Linked DNA regions of Mus musculus: region 2 is linked to region 1. Evidence: chromatin contacts called from public promoter capture Hi-C data. All regions are on one chromosome and are shown on one strand. Each heading gives the region's core, a stretch centred on a gene start, on an enhancer-like site or on the middle of the called end of the contact. The rest is flanking DNA. Distances are from core to core; before and after follow the strand shown.

The links. Promoter capture Hi-C pulls out the DNA fragments that hold promoters and counts their contacts.
Region 2: a contact with region 1 is called in a promoter capture Hi-C map of pre-B cells, with 2.5 times the contacts expected there. The contact joins two enhancer-like sites. A contact is called at or near these places in 3 of 39 promoter capture datasets (the HPC-7 cell line, pre-B cells and second pharyngeal arch cranial neural crest), 1 of 115 datasets of contacts at active chromatin or transcription factors (bone marrow-derived macrophages) and 1 of 9 other capture datasets (embryonic stem cells).

Annotation. Positions count from the first base shown.
Region 1 is chr7:110,729,919-110,732,618 of GRCm38.p6, reverse strand. No RefSeq gene overlaps it. Among named protein-coding and RNA genes, the nearest start is that of Gm39068, 8.4 kb to the left of the region's middle. Within about 2 kb of position 1,303, at least 38 of the 459 cell types and tissues checked have an H3K27ac peak or open chromatin away from gene starts, as enhancers often do. A contact at or near this core is called in pre-B cells, where this site is marked.
Region 2 is chr7:110,907,379-110,910,078 of GRCm38.p6, reverse strand. All of the region lies in intron 10 of Mrvi1 (MRV integration site 1), which reads left to right. Among named protein-coding and RNA genes, the nearest start is that of Gm16336, 3.7 kb to the right of the region's middle. Within about 2 kb of position 1,393, at least 29 of the 459 cell types and tissues checked have an H3K27ac peak or open chromatin away from gene starts, as enhancers often do. A contact at or near this core is called in pre-B cells, where this site is marked.

The sequences.
Region 1 (2,700 bases), core at 54-2,553:
CTCTCCAGCACCACCATGTCTGCCTGCACGCCATGATTTCCACCATGACAATAACGGGCTAGACCTCTGAAATGGTCTTTTTATAGGTCTATGCTTTCTTTTTATAGAGTTGCTGCGGTCATGGTGCCTCTTCAGAGCAGCAGCTGGCAGCAGGGTCTCTTGTCACTGACAGCTTCTAGGGTTTCTCCTCTCTCTGCCTCACCTCTTCTCAAAGGCACGCTGGGATTACAGATGGGCACTACTGAGTCCAGTCGACTGGGGACTGACACAGGTCCTCATGCTTGCACGGCAAGCACTTTACCCACTGAGCTGTCAGCTGCTCCTTTCCCTCCTTAAGCTGCTCTTGTCAAGTATTTTACCACAGCAAAGAGAACAGTGTCTAACTTACTGCCTGCAACTTCATTCCTTACTGAGTCATAAACAGCCTGCTGCCAGCCCAGCCCAGAAACGTGAGCGCACCCTCACCTCTCCTGCAGAAGCCAGTCATGCCTCCTTCCCCCAAATCCATTTCCCTCATCTGCAAAGTGTGGAAGATGGCATGAGAAAGAACACCGAGGCCCAGGCTCTGGACACGCCTCTTAGATGTGCGGTTTCTGTAAGGGCTCAGAGTTTTCTTAAATGGATCTGTAAAAATAGCTTTTATTCCCAATTACACATTTGTTTTAATATACACATAAACGGAGGTAGCATTTTACTGCGGTGATCATGTCCCATTGATGCTCCAGGGACATGGCCTGTTCAGTCCTAAATACTCATCTGGCCATACCCAGCTACTAGCAGACCGCCTAATGTCCTTTGTGTGAGAGATGGAGGCTGCAGCATTAGCATCTCAGGCCAGGGCCCCAGGGGTCCATGCTGCAGAGTTCAGCTGCCAGCTGCCTGAAGCTCCACAGCAGGCCACAAAATCCTGGGCTCCAGAGAGGTCCCCTTCCTGGACCTCAAACTGTCTTTCCCCATAGCACTTATCCTCTGGAGTCACATGAGAGGAAACCTGAGAATTGAAACTCCCTGCTGTGAGGACTCACAGAGGAACAGCCTGGCCGCCGACCTCCATAAGTAGTCCCTGGCTGCTTTGAGAACTCAGCATGCTGTGTTCATGGCTGTCCCCTGAGATAGGTTGCTGGTTTCTCTCCTTGTTCCCAGAGCAGAGGCCTGGGCAGGTCCTCAGGGTCAAGGCTGGGGCAGAGGTCTCACTCCCTTTGCTCTTTGCTTTGCTCTCTCTGCCTCCATCCTGGGCCAGAGTCCTTTTTTGTCTCCCTGACCTTGTCCCTGCCCTGGTCCTCATTACTCTCTGCCCTGTGGTGTTACAAGATTCCCTCCTTGGTTTCCATCCCCCTCCACCCTCTGGTTTCCTGTCAGTAAACACAATCCATTCTGGAGTGTAACAACAGGCCAGTATCCCAAATGGACAAGGGCCCCTGAGGACAGGCAGTGGAGCTGGCTATAGCTTCTAAGTTTCCAGTCAGGCCTGGATGGTCCCCCTACTGAACTAAAGACACTATCCGCATCTAGTCTGGACTATGCCTTGTGTGAGATTCTAGGGGGACAGCTTCGGGAAACACACAGCATGGCCCAGTCCCCGAGAGGAGGCAGGTCCAAGAAGCTGAAATTATCATGGTCAGCTGCACACCAAGGCACCTGGAGAATGGACAAGGGGAAGGGAAGGAAAGAAAGGAGAGAGGAAGAAATCAGGGTGGCCACCCTGCTATGACCTTGACTCTCCAACATCTCTCTGTGGTATCAATTTCTGATTTGAAGAGAAACTCCCAGTCACAAGATCAACAGAGTTCACTTGAGTTCTAGACAGGGAGAGGGATGCGAACAAGACAAGATGAATCCCAAAACTCAGGGACAGCAAGTCCAAGACAGAGATGTCTGTGGATATTTATAAGTGAGAACTGTAACTGATGTGTAGAAACTCAGAGACCCACCCGAGCATCCCACAAAGCAAGCTACTTCCCTAGCCTGTACCCTTGATCCTAGGGGAAGTGAGGCGGTGCCCGAAGAGCTCCTACTCTAAGTCTTAGATAGTTACCTAACAGATGTCTTTGTATAGACCTCATCCGTAAGCAAATTTGATGGCTAGAGTGGTAGTGCACACCCGTGAACCCCAGCGCTGGAGACGCAGAGGCAGAGGATTGATGGTTTCAGGCTAGCTTGGAAAACAAAGCAACAACCCTGTCTCGACAACAAAATAAAAACACCACAGATTTTGGCCTATGTCTATAGACTTAGTCCTTAGGATGCTGAGGCAGCAAGATCATTTGACTCTAGGATAGCAGTACACGCCTGGGAAACACAGGGAAACTGTCTCAAACAAACAAGAGAGACAATAAAATCAGAGCTTAGTTAACTGAGACCCTTGGTGCCTGTAGCCTGCTGTGCTTGCATGTGGTCCAAAATATGCTAGGGTAGCTGAGAGGTCAGCTGAGAGGTCAGTCCTTTATGAGGCGGGACCTAGCAGGAGACTCTTAGGTCTCTGGGGAAGCTGCCCTTATAAGAGATTAAGGTAGGTCTTATGGGGCCCCTGGGGTCTCGAGAGAGTTACGCGAATGAGCCTGAGGCCCGCATGGTGGTTCACACCTGGATTCCTAGCACTCAAGAAGCAAAAGCCGGAGGATTGCTGCAGGTCTGAGGCCAGCTCTAACTACACAGTGAGTTCCAGGCCATCCTGGGCTACCTCGTGAGACACTATCAAAC
Region 2 (2,700 bases), core at 144-2,643, 180 kb before region 1:
ATTGAAGACCCTAAACAGAAAAAGCAGAACATCTCATTATATATTTTCTTTGCTAGCGATTTCTTCCAGCTTTCTTGCCTCTGACTGGCTAGCTGATGAATTCTCCTCTGTGTGTGGTCAAGGTTATAACATTTCCATTCTACTTTGTAACCAGTTTTCACAGTTGTCCAGTTGTGCACCCGAATAAAAGGGTTTCATGCTTACTGCCAGTTCCCTCCTTGTGGCTAACCATCCTTAAGCATTTTTATTTTGATTTATGTTTTATTTAGTTGGACTTCATTATCTAGTAGTTTTCCTGGGAAGCACTGGAAGTATTCTGTGTCCTGAGTTCTAGCATATTTGAAAACATCTTATTTATCAATAGCCTGCATAACTATAACATTATTGGCTAATTCATTTCTATGAAATGTTTCCCAATTGTTTTCAGCATTGTAGAGATACCCAAGACCTCTTATTTACTGTGTCCCTTAACCTTTATATTCCCTGCATGTGTATTTTCTTTCCTGTTAGGAATAAGAACAGTAGCATTTCTTTATAGACATGCCTTGAGAAGAAAAGAAAAGAAAACAAAACAAAAGAAAACAAAAGAAGGAAAAACAAAAGAATGGAAAGAAAAGCTTCAGATGTATAGTTAACCTCCAAGTTCAACTCTTCCCTCCACTAAGGACAAGTTTTCTTCTATTATGTCTTTGAATATATTATTTGTTCAATGAAAGGGTCGATAGAACTCAACTTAGAACCTTCCTTCTTCAATCTTTCTTTTCCTCTTTATATTCTTTATGATCATTCAATCTATCTGGTCCACCTTACTAATTCATGTAAAACTGTGCGTGTTATATGTCCTCATTTTTAAAAAACAACCTGACCAGTTCTGTTTTTTCAATCTCTTATTCATTCCATTCTTGGTCTTTAATTTTTTTCCTTAAATAGAATCCTTGTCCATTATGTGTGATCTTCTTTTCTTGTCCTGATTTCTTATTCTCATTTTTTTCAGATTCTAATTTCCCCTAGAGTTAAGCAGTTACTGTATATATTTTGCACAGAAATGCAGTTTTTCTTTTTCCCCTATGTTCCCTGCATCTATGTGTCCATCCGTACATCTGCCTCCTGTGTTTCCATTCTTCCTTCCTTTCTACCTTCCGTCTTTCCTTCCTCTTTTCACTCTAGTATTTTTGTCTAGCTGCCATGTCATTGGTTTCCATTTCATCTGTTTGTGACTGGACATTTCCACCGGGATCTCCTCCTTCCTTGAATGTGTTGGGGGAGGAGGGTTGGTTTTCATTCACTCCCTCCTGCCACATCTGAGATCTCTTTGTCTTCTTCTCTCAGTACTGAGGACTGGGTGCTCATGGGTACTTCTTTGCTGCTTGAGTGGGAGGAAAGAGGAAGTTCAGACAAAGCTGTTAACAGCAGCATTTGTAGGCTTTCTGCTTCTTTTCTATAACTTTGTTCAGAGTCCAAAACTGGAGTTTATTATGGCAAATTGAGATATTTCTGTTCCTCCAGCTGGGGATTAGTGAGATTTGGAGCACCAGTTTAGGATGGAATTGTATCAAGAGTCTGTCCAGATGTTTATTGTCTAGACTTGACCCACCCCTTACCAAGAGCCATTCATTCTTCAGCCAGGCAAAGGAAGAAAAGGTAGACGAAATCAAGGACTTTAGCCACTGTGCTATTCTCTAACGTGGTTCGTGTGGAGCTTAAGTTGGAGCTCTCCATACGGCTCCTGCTACATCCGAAGAGCTTGCTTTATTTGTTTAGTTGTTTTCAATCTTCCCTTCTGGTGAGCTCCTACATATTATACAGGTAATTCTGATACAATACCAATACTCATTCCTCCTTTCTTCTCTCCTCCTTCTTGGCAGGGAAAGCTAAATGCCAATACAGGCAGCACTTTCTCTTTCTCTTCTTGGCAGTGTTGGTGTGGTAGGGTGTAGGACTTTCTAGAGAAACTTTCTTTCTGACGTTCCTCTGCAGGCTGCCTACTCATTCTATCTACTCTTTCTTGTTCTGTGCTCTTATATTCTTAGAAACTTCCTTATCCAGAATCCATTTTTGTTTTTAAAAAGACAGGGTTTCTCAGTGTAGCCCTGGCTGTCCCAGAACTCATTCTGTGACTAGACTGGCATTGAACTCAGAGATCCCTCCTGAGTGCTGGTATTAAAGGCATGCACCATCACCTCCTGTCAACATTTATTTTTTTTTAATATTTTGTTTGTATGAGTGTTTTGTCTGCATGTGTGTCTGTGTACTACATGCACACCTGATGCTTGAGGAGGTGGTGAGCCCCCACATGGGTGCTGAGAATTGAACCCAGTTCCTTTGCAAGAACAAGTGCTCTTAACCACTGAGCCAACTCTCCACCCCCAGAATCCACTCTTAGGCCAGGTGTTGAGATGCATGCTTGTAATCCCAGAATGCAAGAGGCTGAGACAAGAGGACCAGTACAAGCTAAAGGCTGGCTTGGACAATATAGTGGCACCCTGACTCAAAGCAAACAAACTCAATAAAACCCCTGTTCTTGGAGGGAGGAAGAAAGAGGAATCAAAGGTGGGGGTACCCCATTTATTTCTAGGAAATTCTGTTTTTAGCCATTATTATTATTATTTTCAGTACTTTATTTTTCTGTATTTAATCATTGTTGGCACATATATAATTGATAATATGATTTTTGGTTGTTAATTAGTTGCATTCAGGGAA